Linked DNA regions of Mus musculus: region 2 is linked to region 1. The links are chromatin contacts, called in public Hi-C maps. All regions are on one chromosome and are shown on one strand. The core of a region is the stretch at or near the end of the contact, and the rest is flanking DNA. Distances in the headings are between cores, read along the strand shown.

Region 1 (7,129 bases), core at 1,798-4,297:
ACATTTTATGTATCCATTCCTCTGTTGAGGGGCATCTGGGTTCTTTCCAGCTTCTGGCTATTATAAATAAGGCTGCTATGAACATAGTGAAGCATGTGTCCTTCTTACCGGTTGGGATATCTTCTGGATATATGCCCAAGAGAGGTATTGCTGGATCCTCCGGTAGTACTATGTCCAATTTTCTGAGGAACCTCCAGACTGATTTCCAGAGTGGTTGTACAAGCCTGCAATCCCACCAACAATGGAGGAGTGTTATATTACACTTTTAAACTGTCTGTTTTATGGGCTGTTATTTATTTATTGTGGTACTGAGGATTAAACATAGTGACTTGCACACGTGAGGCAAGTACTGTATCTTAATTCCTATATGACCCTACTTTAGATAAAGACACTGGAATCCATAGCTGCAAGACAGTAAAAAGCAATGCCAACATTTGTAGGTTACATTGTTGTCTTGGAAGCCGTGTGTGTGTGTGTGTGTGTGTGTGTGTGTGTGTGTGTGTGTGTGCGCGCGCGCGCGCACACGCCTGCTACTTTTGTAATGTTCAATGTATTAAAGCTAATGTAACAACTGCTGGTGTGGATCAAATAAATGCGAATGTAACAGGACATGACAGGGTCTGTTTTTTGCTCTTATTGGTGTTTGTACAAAATAACAGTTTCATCATGACACTCTCATCCATGGATGCAGCATATTCCAAGAAGATTCACTCCAGCGCTCCCCATCCAAGAGTCTAATTTAACATCTTTAGTTGTTGCTCATCAACCAGCTGCATGAGAGAAAACATGTGTTGTCTGAGTCTGGCATACTTTGCTTAGTATGATGGTCTATAGTCCCACCCATTTTCCAGCAAATGACTGAGTCTTCCTTACCGCTAAAATTCTATTGTATGACATTTACTCATCCATTGATGGGCAGGGTAGGTGCATGTACAAGCATCACTATTGTACCTGACTTAAGACGTTTGGGTAGACAGCCAGGAGTAGAATAACAGATGGTAGTTCTATTCCTAATGTATTGAGGACCCCTACACTGATTTCTGGAGTAGCTGAACATTCTAACAGTATGTTTTCTCCAACCTACACCATTCTGATCCACCTTTCTTGTCTGCTACTACAGACTGGGGTGAAATGGAATCTCAGAGTAGTTTTAAGTTTTTCCTTTATGTTAAGGAAATTGATTATTTGTATTTATTGGCTATTTGCACTTAAAAAACATCTTTTGTGTATGGGTATTTTGCTTGTGTGTTTGTATGTGTGTGTGTGCGCTCACACATGCACACACCTGTAAACACTGAGGCCAAAAAGGGGAGGTCAAGTTCCTGGAACCAGAAGTACAGCCAGCCATGAGCTACCACGTGGGTTCTAAGAGTCAAACCCAAGTCCAACAGCGAGTACTGTTAGCTGGTGAGCCATCTTTGCAGCCCCCATTTACATACCTTGAGAACTGTGCTCCATGCAGCTGCTCGTTAATGATTAAAATCTTTGTTCCTTAGGTATTTAGTTTTAAGTCTGTATATTCTATTACTCTCACGTCAGAACAGCTGGGAACGATCTCCCATGCTACAGGCCACATGCGCTCTGGTAATGTCTCTTCTATGCAGCAGCCTTTCAGTTTAATTTCATCATGTTTGTCAACTTTGTTACATTCTGGTGCACTGTCCCTTTCAGACCATAGCCTCTCTATGCACGATGACACTCATCTCCTGGAATCTATCTCAACATTTCGTAAGCTAAAGCAAGAAGACTGAGTTTGAGACCAGCCCGGTCTACATAGCAGACACTGCCTCAAAAACAACTCATAATCTGTATCTTGAAATGTTGTGCCTGTTTCTATGAGTAGTTTCCGCGTTTCATTAAGGGTTTTTAATTACTTTGAGTAGATTTTGTTCAGGGGGAGGGACGGGGATCTAAGCCTTCTACATGTGAATGTCCACATTTTCAAGCATCCTTTGTTGAAGAGGTTGGCTTCAGAAGGTTCTTGATCATGTGAAAGTCATTTCATCTGTGAGCTATCTCTGGGTCTTTTCTCTTCCTATCAGTCCATGTGTCTGTTTTTATGTCCATACCACAGTCCCTGTGACTATAGCTATTTATATTTGCTAAGGAAACTGGTCACCAGCAATGTTTTCCTTGTCCCACCTCGTTGTGTTACCTGGTTTGGGTATCAGGGAAGTATTGGTTCCATTGAGAGACCTTAGAAGCGTTCCCTTTGCGTTTTACGAAACAGTTTTCAGAGTGTCAGCATTTGTTAATTCTTTATCCATCTGGTAAAATTCAAAACTGAATCCGTCTGGCCCTGGGCTTGGCTTTTGGGGGCGATGATTACCTTTCATTCTTGCTAGTTTCCGATTGCTTAGGCTTTCCATATTAAGCAGTCCTGAGTCTTCGGGGTCTAAGGATGTTCTTTTGAATCTGAAATGTACTCCCACAAATTCATGCTTGGTCCTATCAAGGCTTGGTGGAACACACCTTCAATCCCAGAACTCAGGGTGTGAAGATCTCCGAGTTCCAGGCCAGCCTGGGAACAGAGAGTGAGGTCTTACTCATTCTTTGGGAGATTATGTAAACGTTAGAATGTGGGATCTGGCTAAAGAAAGGTCTCTGGGAATGGGGCCTTGTATATTATCTGTGGCCCTTCTTGTAACACCCACAGGTTTGTGGTTAGCCGTAAATAGCTCTCCTCTGCCACACACACAATGTTCTGCCCAGGAACCAAATGACCATGGCCTGGACTCTCTGACACTGAGAAATAAGCATTTGGTCACAGTGACACAAAAGTAACTACTACAGCCTGAGTCTGCGTCACATTACGCCCAGTCTCCTGGGTTCACACTGCTCGTTGGGCTAGTCACTCCCTTAGTAAATGAAAATAGGGAGACTTTTAGTACTGGGAGACAGAAAATTCTTCTGTCCTTCCACACTTGAGGCATTTGATTATAAAATCTCACAGGACAGCCTTCCTCTGCCCAGGCAGCAAGCAAAGTAGGAACAAAGAGTGGTCCCATCTCTAGGTCTGTGGACATGATGGGACCAGCTGTCTCAAGCTCTTGGTGCTGTCTTTACTGCAGAGACTAGAATCTTAATTGTGAGCCAAAATAAACACGTCCTCCCCTAAGCTGCTTTTTGTCTGGGTAATTTTATCACAGCAATAGAAAGGAAACTACTAAAGTTTATATAAGTTTTTATATATAATTCTGAAGTGTAATTTTTGTCATGATATGTAACATGGTTAAAGCTAGCTAATTATGATCTCAAATATCATGTCTGGTGGTTGAGGATGCTTACAACTTACTTAGTATTTAAAAATACATTATTGGAGCTTGGAGAAATGACTTGGCAGGTGTCACTCTCCCAGAGGACCCAGCAGCCAGCACATCTGGCAGCTCACAACTGCCTCTAACTCCAGTTCCAGGGGATCAGATGCCCTCTTCTGGTCTTCTAGGAAACCTACATGCACGTGGAACACTAAAATATATTCAGTTACGCACATACACATTCAAAAACAACAAAAATAAATAAAATTCTAAAAAAAGATGGAGGAGGTGAGGCCCGGGGGGAGGGGGGGTGTGGAGGAAACTGTGTCAGGATGGAATCTATGAGAAAATAAACTTATAAAAAGATTTTTTTTAAAGAATATTGGGGTTGTAGAGATGGCTCAGTAGTTAAGAGTACTGACTGTTCTTCCAGAGGTCCTGAGTTCAATTCCCAGCAACCACATGGTGGCTCACAACCATCTGAAATGAGACACGATGCCCTCTTCTGGTGTGTCTGAGGACAGCGACAGTGTACTTATATATCTAAATAAGTAAATAAATAAAAAGAACACATTACTAACCATAGTCACCATGTTGTGACCCATCTCACAAAACTTGTTCCTCCTAACCAAACTTTGTACCGTTTGACTAGCATCTTCTTATTCTCAAGTGATCACAATTGGCCACCCAGGATGTTTTAGACTCTGTATAAAGATCATATAGTATCTATCCTTTTGTAACTAAATTATTTCACTAAGTAAAGTGTCCTCTAGGTTTATACAGGCTACCACAAATTAATTTCCTTCCTTTTTTTAAAGCTGCAACAATTAATATTGCATTAGTGGGAAGAAACTACAGCTTACTTGGTAGGATCGGGAACAAGGCTCGACGATCTCCTCGTACCATGGTTTGTTTTCAACATCTCTCTCAAAGTCCTACCTAATGTACTAATACAAAAAGAAAAGGTACCTTCGTTGGAAGGAATGACAGAAAAAAGTCTCTGTCCACAGCAAGATCACTCGGACAGAAAAACAACAGAAACAAGAATCTAGAATACAGAATTTTGCAGGATGTAAAGTTAGTAACACGAAATGCATTACCACTTAGGCATAAAACAAAAATGCATACAAGATCTGCATGATCTATATGGAAAAAAAGGACACACCTTTGAAGACGTCAGTGAAGTAAATAAATGAAACGATATTCAATGTTCACTGACAGCAAAACAAAACTCTTCGAGTATCCAAATGTTGGAGCGTCCCGGCTTGTTCTATAGACCCGACAAAATGCCAGTGAATACCGTCAGCTGGGTCTTCTGCGGCTCCTGGCAAACTGATTCTAATGCTGTCATAGGGAACGAAAGGTCTGAGCATTGCCCAACTCAACACTGAAAAGAAGCTAACCACGGTGGTGCACAGCTGTAGCCCAGCCCCAAGGACTCTGGAGCAGGACTGAGTTCCAGGCCAGCCTAGCGCAAAGCCAAGCCTTGTAAGCATTAGTCACCTGGATTACTGCAAAGCTACCAGGAACAGTCAGCAGTGTTGGCAAGACTAGGTAAATACAACAGCCAGGGTCTAGGGAAAGGCTTGCAGAGTCAGTTCTCTCCCGAAAGCTGAGCAAAGTCGGGGCTGGAGCAGGCACACAGGCCATGTGCACACACCAATCCACAACAAACCTGATATCTCACAACAATGAAAATGGATCACAGACTTAACTGGAAAATGCAAAGTCCGGACATTCCAAGAAGATAAATAACCAGATGACTCCTGCTTCAGAAAATTTTAAAGTCTCAGAAAGGTTCAAGAAATTTAAATTCATTTATTGACATATATATTTAAGTTCGTAAATTTATTTATATCAAACAACAACAACAACAAAAAAACAATATCACAAAACAAGCTATGGTTATTACAGACTTGAAATTCAATCATCTTTTCAAAGATCCGTGCTAATCCACTCAATTATCATCTTTGAATAAGAAACCAAAAATAAAAGGTAATATTTTAGAAAGAATAATTATAGTTTCAAAACAAATGTAATTCTTTGTTTCAAGAAATTATACATTTTTCCTAATATGAATTAGAAAGGTCAACTACTTGGTAAAAACAATATACATTTTAACTTTAAAAACAACAGCAGACAAAAAACAATAATTAAAAAACAAAACGTTGTTAATTATATATAAGCTTACTTTACAACTAAATATGAAAGCTGTCTAGAGAAACGGGCATTATTAATGGGGGCTTTGAGCCTCCTGGTATTTGTTAATTTTATTTCCTAGTTCAACAAAATTGTAACATTCCCATGATACAATATATGCAATGAAAAAATGTTTTATCAGGAATTTGTATTTAACTACAAAAACGTTAAGAAACATTCTACAAAGCAAGCAAACTATGAAGCACAGTGTGACCACAGCACTCTCAGCAGAAATGTGACTTAAATCCCAAGTCAGCAGACTGCCTTCTAACTTCAGACAGAAAAGGGAGAGTGTCTGCCAGGTGATGGAGGCGGGGCTGGGCGGGGCTGAACAGCCCGCCTAGGCTTCTCAGTGTCTCACCTCATACAAAGCTAAAGAGAGACCACTCATTATCAACTCAGGGCCCATGGGGAAAAATGGAAAACCTTGGCATGTTCTATCCTCATTTTACATGAAAACTAAAAGAAATTTAGTTAGGAAACTAAAAGAAAAATGGAAAAATCTGTACTTGCACTTCAAGTGATTTCAAAAACCTCCGAGTCAGGCGTGATGCTGCACACCTTATCTGAGCAGTGGGAGTGGGGAGGGAGGCAGAGGTGGGTGGATCTCTGTGAGTTCAAGGCCAGGCCAGAATGGCCTACATGGTGAGTTCCAGGACAGCTAGGGGTATGTAGAGAGACCCTGTCTTAAAAAAAGAAACATAAACAAGCATTTTAACTGCAGTAGTCCGAGAAAAGCAGTAGCTATCTTAATGAAGCTTTATACTCATGTAATAAACTTCTTAGCTACCTCTTAAAGATTTCTTCTGGTCCAAAATTTCACATAAATACAGAGTTCTTATCCCAGACAGATTAAAGATGAAAAGATTTATGAAGTAATTATACCATTACCAAACTGGGAAGAGTTTAGCCTCCTCCTCTACAAACACAGCACGGACACAGTAGTAAACATTACTGTGGTGACGCTAACATGGTCTTATCAACACTAAGTAGAGCAGGAGAGGCACTTGATTAGAACAAAAGGGCTGGGGACAGTTCTGTAGAGGTTCCCCAGCTCGAGAGACCCTGGCTTCAATCTCCAACACTACCAAAGGGACCAGGAAGGAAACCAAGCAAACACTTCAGCATCCCTCTCCCAGGGACTCCCCACTTCTCAGCCTGTCCTAAGTATACCAACTCACAGAAGACACACATCCTCTACACGGAATGGTCAAGTGTCCCGGGACGAAATTGGTCAACCTCTGAAGCAAAGACACAATGAAAACATGTTAACCCACTCAGGATGACAAGTGAGAAGGCAGAGAAGGCTGGCCTGTTAGAACAGTTTATCCACTCACTGCCCTGATGCTAAGAAAAATCTACCTCCAGACTCCCTGCTGTAAGAGATTCACACCTGGTTTATTTAAAACTGTGGAAGGAAGACCGGGAGGGACACAAGTTTTACATATGATTGCAAATATTAAATAAACTATATATATATGTATACATAAAGAAAAGGGCTTTCCTTAAAACAAAACTGGTTTAAAAACTTGACACTTGTAAAGACTTTTGTATGAATATCAAGCAATGGCAGTACACAAAACTGCAGGAAGTATCCGGAAACGTTCTATTGCCGCTGGCTCCTGTACAATCACAAAGTACTCAGAAATTCTTTGACCTGAAGGAAAAAAAAA
Region 2 (7,129 bases), core at 2,953-5,452, 360 kb before region 1:
GCAAAGCTGGGCAAGATGAATTAACAGTCTCTTGACTGGACAGGCATCTTGAATCTTTGGTGGACTGAAGAGGAAATGACCAAATGGAGACTGGACTGGACTTCCAAGACACACTAGGAAGCTTTTTTTCCATGGAGCATCTGAAGCCTGATAGCGGTCAAAGCAGCTTTGGGAAACAGTGTGCCACAAAGTACTGTGTGTCCTGAGGAAATATCAGTGTTATGGGGATTCTAAGAGAAGTAAAGGAATAAATTAACAGCATGGTGAATAAAAGTACCATTTGTCACATAATAGGCGACGTTGGGTTTAAGGCAGTTTTGCAAATGTTTCTAGTTGCTTTACAACTGTTTTCAAATAAATTGCTGGAAACTATGTAACAGAACCAATTATGATGAAACAGAAGGGAAAGTGAGAAAGGAACTCGCTTGGTGGAAGGAAATACTCTGTAGCCTACAGTAAGTAAAACAAACCAAGGCACAGACACTTTCTGTAGATTCAGACTCTGATCACATTGCATCCAATAAATCTCGCGGCAAGCCTCTGTCTGTTTGTTCCTGTTTATAGTGCACACTTGTTTAATCTTCCCATGAAGCCTTTCTTGTCTCACAAAATGTTTTCTTAAACATATAAAAACTGTTTGACTCTCTCTGTAAACTGACATGAATAAAATTCTTTCCATGTCCTTCTCAGGATTATGGTGGAGGAGAAATTCACAATAATGATCTACAGAAACGTCACAGTTCTATTTAAATATTGCAACTTCAAGTGCTCAGAAGGCTTTCACTGATGTTCTCTGCCCAGTTATTATTGTTTAAAATAATTTAAAAAAGAGGTTTTGACCCCGCATTGTCTCATTTAACTTAGGACCAATTTCAATGGCACACACAATTTCAAAAATTCTGTGAGAGCCGTTAAGTCTACAAGTACTGTTATGGTTTGGTTTGATATGAAATGTGCCCCCCACCCTCCCCCGCCAGGGTTGTGGGTTCGAATACACATGATCGCCAGCTGGTAGTACTATATGGGAAAGGTATGGGAGTTTCAGAAGGCAGAAGCCTGCTGGAGGAAGTACAACCCTGGAGGTTAGCTTTGAGGTAGTATGGCCTGGCCCCATTTCCTGTTTTTTCTTGTCTTCCTGACTGCCAAGCCCCCCTCACACTTCTTTTAGCCATGTTTGCCTAGCAGTGAACTGTAAGTCACATAAACCCTTTCTCCTCTGAGTTGCAGTTTGTCAGAGTATCGTAGAACAGCAACAGAGAAGTAACGAAGGCAGTTACTGGGTAGACACTGGCTGTTCTAAAATTAAAATCTTGCAATAGGCAACAATAGACAATATAGAAATTCTACAAGGGAATGGCCACAGGACACATCAGACCATGATCTAAGCACTGAGACCATGCAGTAAAGGCAACCCTGTCCTAGAAGTCTAGCAAACACAGCAGAGATAGACAAGAATACCCAATTTTACTTTGAATCTATTCCTGTGTACACACACACAAAACAAATAATTTCCCTATCTCAATTACCCACCCCACCCCCATTTAAAATGATTCATCAATTTCTAAATGAAAATATTGGCATCACTACTATCCATCTGAGTTCTAGATGCTCTGCCCACAGTGAAGAACAGGGGAACCCCCAGAAGAACATTCCGTTTCTTTCATGAATGGACCAGACAACCTAGCATAAGTCATTTGGTTTCTTCACTGTTCCAGTATCATGACAGAAAAGGGCATTTTAAAGTGGGACCCAAGGAAAAATAAAATTAACAGGCTATTCACAAAATCCTAACTCCCCCTCCCCTTAAAAAGGCAGTGCAGATCCACTCAGAGCTAACTAGAGCAGGAAGCCATTATCAATCTTGGGCTTTGAAAGGTCACACAAGGAATGGAGTTACAAGAGCCTGGTGAGCTAAAACTAGGCTAGGCAGGCCACCTGACAGAGGCCAGTGTCAGGAAGCAAGCCAGGCTGCTGTGTTGAAAGCAGGGGGTGATGGGAGAACATGACATCCTGAAACTTTGCTCTCTCTTCATTATCTAAACCAGCAGGAAGCCCTGGAGGGCAAAGAAATCTGGGGCTTTTTAATCCTTGGGAGTCAGCCCTTAGGACATAAAACAAGCCTACAAGGAAGGAGTGAGCAGAAAGTACAACAGATGGGCCTCTTGAAATGATTGTAAACTAAGCTCTGGACAACTTAATCATTAAGGCACGTTTGACTTCCAAATCTTATCGCTCCAGTATTTTGGCAGCTTCTTGGATTTATTTCAGGGCTACTTTGTGCTTCCTCCAGATGGAACAACATAGGAGATCAAATAACCATACAGGCAGGCAGGCAGGCAGACAGACAGACAGACAGATACATACTTGCTGAAGTTAAAAAGAAGCCTCTCAAACACCAACACTGGTCCCGTGCTGCTCAAGATGGTAAGCGGTTGACCCGCAAAAAGGCAGAAGATGGCTCCGGAGACAGCAGTGCCCAGGAAACTCTCCAACACACCCTAAAAGAAAGAACATGCAGGTGGTAAAGCAAAAGCAAACCGAAGAGCCCATATCTCTTCTTCCTATTTGTGATGTCAGCCAAAGAATGAAGCTGTGTATGTTATAGCACACTCCCTAGCAAATAAAACAAGAGTCCATGAAATAGCACCACAGGTCTTTGCACACATAACATAAATCTTCCCTGTTGCAAGAGTTGATGGTTCCACAATGCAGCAATGACTGAGACAACGGGTATCCAGGAGGGAACAGCATCCCTGACCATTACTTAAAAGACTTACTGAGGTACCCGTCAATAAAAATCATACTCTATAAACCCACCAAATAGAGGAATTGATTCAGCTATTTTTTTAATCTATTTTTTCCCTTTTGTTTCTTCATTGTTTGCTTTAGTGCCATTATAACTTGCACTTAGTCAGTACTTTTGAGTAAGTACAATCTAAGCAAAAAGCCCCTTTTTTTTCCTAACAGAGAATATTTGAAAGGTGGAGGCTGAGAATGAAGGGGACAAAGACAGCGATGCCATTTTAACAATTATTTCATGTCTGTTTTCATTTTATATGTGTATACACACATTTTGATTATATCTATCCCATTTCACCATACTGAATCTCTCCTAGACACCAGCAGCCTCCATAACACCTCCCAACTTAATATCCCCTCTCTTCTTTTTCTCTTCATAACCCACTAAGTCCAGTACGTGTTGCATATGTGTTCGTGAATATAAAGGGCTATCTACTGGAATATGAGCAACCTTGCAGAGGCCACATTCCAGAGGAAAACTGACTCTTCCTCCCCCAGAAACCATTAACTGCCAATAACTCTCAGTTGGCCATTTGCAATTTAAGCCACCAATTGTAAAAAAAAAAAGTAAAAAAAAAATTGCTGATGTTGCTGCTGCTGCTGCTGCTGCTGCTGCTGCTGCTGCTGGACAATGACGATTGTCATTCAGTGCCAACACATATTCCAATGCAAACTGCACAAAAACTTCAAGAAACTTTATAGTCAGAGACAATAACTGTGCAGAGACATATATCTAGCTAAAGCTTTTATTGACATCTTTGAACATGAACTCATTCTTTTCCTTTAGCACAACAGGAAGCAATATACAAAAGAATCACTAACTTACAAAACGACCTCCCTTAATCATGTTGTGGAGAGTACAGAATCTGGCAGGAGCGATGGACAAGCCTGAAAGGGTCCCCTGTGCCCCCATATAATACTGCCCTGATTTCTTGCTTGTTGACATTGTGACATTCAGGTGAGTTAAGCGATGTGCCTGCACTGTGGATAAGAGCTATTGGATGTGTGTGCCCATCTAACCACACATCACTCTTTGCAAGTATTAAAAGTGTGGGAAATCCTAGATAGGGAAATTGCCAGAAAAGCTAAGAATTTTAAATGATTCTATTGACCAGATGACCCACTTACAAGGTAGTATAAAATGTGTCATTTATGACACAGTCTAAGTGTATTTAATAGACAAAGAGACTGTATCCTACTCCATCAAACACAAAGAACCCCTATGTCCGTAGCATAGGACCAAAACACGGCTCAGGCTGGGCGTAAGGCAGGGTGTAAAATCGGAAAGGAGGAAGTAGAGATTTCCGATCCTCCGCTTGGCTTGACAGAGCCATCAATCTCTGGGAGGACAGGGACAGAGTCTCCTTGCATCTTCTGTTTCTCCTCCCATCCTGCTGCCCACCATCCCTCCACGAGCTTTGCAGGCTCTCAGCTAGTGCTGAAGGAACCAAAGACACACCCAAGTGACACCCTAGGTCTCCTTATCAAAGGTCAAGAGCCCTGGCTGCTCATTTAGTAATGACGGCAACCCGTTTCTTCCAGAAAACCACGGTGATTTATGGAAGCCACGTGATGACTCAAAGGCAGATTATTTTTATTGCAGTGCTTGAGCCCTCCGTAAGTGCTAGTTTTCCATTCTGTGGCTGACAATTCTGAAGCAGAGACAGGTGATTCATTACACACACTGCACTGGAAACTTGCTTACACCGAGAGAGGCTTCCAGCAGTTCTGAGAAAAGAACCATTTTCACCACATTTTGATAGGTTCCTCTTCACGACCCAGATTTATTTATTTTCTTAAATAATCCGAGGCAATGAATAACGTTAACTGTAACTAGAGGTCAGTGGAACTTACAAAACAAATCACTGTAAACACCTTTTCAGATTTATCCTATCCAGTGTTTGCCACTACTGAATTTTAAAAGAGAGCTTCTTTGAGTCATGTCTTGTCAACAGTCATGAGTCTTAGAGATACTTCCACATCTGACTTCTAGAAGGAAAGAATTTCCTAGCACTTTACAAAGGTGCAGTTGGCAGGGCTTGGGGGCATGGTACAAGAGGGGACACAGACTGTCCTGACACTCTTGGTTGGCCTTCCTCCTTACACCCTTACTATGAGAGGATTCCTACAAGGAACCAGTAGTAGAGGCAGACAGCTGGCAATCAGGAAATCCAGAGTCTAGACTGTTCTGCCATGAGAGACCCAACGATCTTCAGAATGTCACTTCACTTCTTTCAAGTAATAAAATAAAAGGTGACAGAGCAGAGAAATGGCTTCTGCATTCACAGTCTCCAGGTGCCTTAGAGGCTATATCGAAGTTGTAGTGTAACCTCTAATCTGGATGTTAGATCAGGCAGAATATGGGACATGCCTAGCACAGTCTCTGGTGGCTAAAAGCTTTGTGAATAGCAGCAGCCTCTCATATGCAACATGCTTATTTGGATACAAGATAAAGAAATGGGGCTTGCTGATCCCTAAGTTCTCAGCCAGCTGGCTCAGCACCTTGCAGACATAGGGCTATGTGAGCTTACATCAGCTCCACTAGTCACTGCCCTAGAGCCAAGCATCTCTCTGCCAAACCTATGGCTGCCTCGCTGGATCATTACTTGGATCAGAGCAGTGGTTCTCAACTTTCCTGATGCTGAAACCCTTTAATACAGTTCCTCATGCTGTGGCGACTCCCTGCCCCAACCATACAATTGTTTTGTTACTACTTCATAACTGTAATGTTGCCACTGTTATGTCCTGTAATGAATATGCAGGATGCAGAGGAGGAGGAAGAAGAAGAAAAGTGGAGCAGAAGCACATGGCCTGGAGAAACTGCAAGTTCTAGATGTGGAAGATGGTAGTGTAGCGGTAGATCTGCCCAATCTAAGCACACAACATGTATTCATATTAATTGAGTCGTGTTTTCATTGCCGGGGCATATTTGGATTGGAGATTTACGGCAACAATCTGATATGTAGGCTATCTGATACACAACCCTCAAAGGGGTCATGACCCACAGGCTGCGAACTGATGGATTAAATGGAAAAGAACTCCCAGCACAGTGGAACATGAAGTAGATATGTAAGATTAGGTCTCTTCCCTGTGCCTTCTCGCCCCCTTCATCACACTCAGGACTTATTACTTCTTTTACCTTCAAAACAGGAAGAAGGAAGGCTGGAAGGACTGGCTTAAATAGAGATGAGTCCTTAGTAGGGCGGGGCAGGGTCTCTTGAATTCTGCATTAAAATATAGATACCTTGGGGGCAACACTATGGCCTAAAGAGTTAATTCTTACATTAAAATGGATGCTTCTAACCAAAAACAAAACCATCTATTTATGTTACAGGATCCAAATCAAAACTCTCACACAAAACAACTTGCAACTGTTTCTCTGCTTGCATGAGGGTGTGAAATTTAACCCAAGATAGCCTCTGCTTCTCAAAACAGCCAGAAAAAGTAGAACGTGTCTCAAACCTTCAAAATCAAGCATACAGAAATATAAACCATAGGAGGAAGAGTCAAAAGAAATGTTCAAATGCAGCTGAGTTGAAAGGTCAGCATTTCGTGACTTTAAACTACTGTGAGTGGCACTATCCCCATGGCAACGTAAAGCAAGGGCTCAGGAGAGTTGGACATTAGACATTAAAGATGCCTTGACCTCATGGTAATATATCTTGACATGACACCACAAAATAACGTTTGTGACTTAATATCCTGTTTTAGTGAGGACCATATTGTTTTGGTTCACAATTGTTAGCCTGTAAAAGAGGGCTTGCTTGGCAGCCATAAGAGAAAGGGAAGAAACAGCATAAAGGCTAAGAAAAACACCAGATTTTCAGTTTCTTAGACAATTTGCAAACTAGTAGAACTTAGAAAATATTTCAGTTGTATTCAATGACAGTGCTATTCACCAATATCACTGTGATATGATAAGCTTTAAATTTTTTTCTTTTATTTTCTATTCATAAAGAGAAAATTTAGCTCATGTTTGGGATGAGTTATATGAACGGTACAGCCTGCCGAATAATAAAATTGAATTTATGTAGATGAGTCCTTGAATCTGAAGTTTAGCCAAGGAAAAGAAACCAAGCAGCTGATGCCACAAGAAACAGTAAGGCAAATCCAGCTCAACTGCAATGTTTACTGGTGTGTGTGTGTGTGTGTGTGTGTGTGTGTGTGTGTTGAAGCAAAGGTCTTGGTTTGTAGCTCAGCCTGACTTCATTGTTGTCTAGGCTGAAATCAATCTCATGCCTACCTTCACCTTCTGAGTGCTGAGACCTGTATGGATTTTAATGTCGTGTCCCAGCAGAAGCTAAATCCTATTATTAAAAGTAAGTTAAGA

What was found. A called contact is a pair of places that touch in the nucleus more often than the background predicts.
Region 2: a contact with region 1 is called in a Hi-C map of uterus, with 7 times the contacts expected there. The contact joins two enhancer-like sites. A contact is called at or near these places in 9 of 484 Hi-C or Micro-C datasets (brain, cerebellum, cortical neurons and 3 more) and 1 of 9 other capture datasets (embryonic stem cells).

Annotation. Positions count from the first base shown.
Region 1 is chr5:88,781,204-88,788,332 of GRCm38.p6, reverse strand. It overlaps Dck (deoxycytidine kinase), which reads right to left. Exons shown (of 7, transcript NM_007832.4): 7 at 5,056-7,113. The coding sequence ends at 7,087. Among named protein-coding and RNA genes, the nearest start is that of Dck, 20 kb to the right of the region's middle. Within about 2 kb of position 3,047, at least 5 of the 459 cell types and tissues checked have an H3K27ac peak or open chromatin away from gene starts, as enhancers often do. A contact at or near this core is called in uterus, where this site is marked.
Region 2 is chr5:89,144,669-89,151,797 of GRCm38.p6, reverse strand. Slc4a4 (solute carrier family 4 (anion exchanger), member 4) reads right to left here. Exons shown (of 27, transcript NM_001359211.1): 14 at 2,365-2,498. Among named protein-coding and RNA genes, the nearest start is that of Gm35855, 78 kb to the left of the region's middle. Within about 2 kb of position 4,202, at least 29 of the 459 cell types and tissues checked have an H3K27ac peak or open chromatin away from gene starts, as enhancers often do. A contact at or near this core is called in uterus, where this site is marked.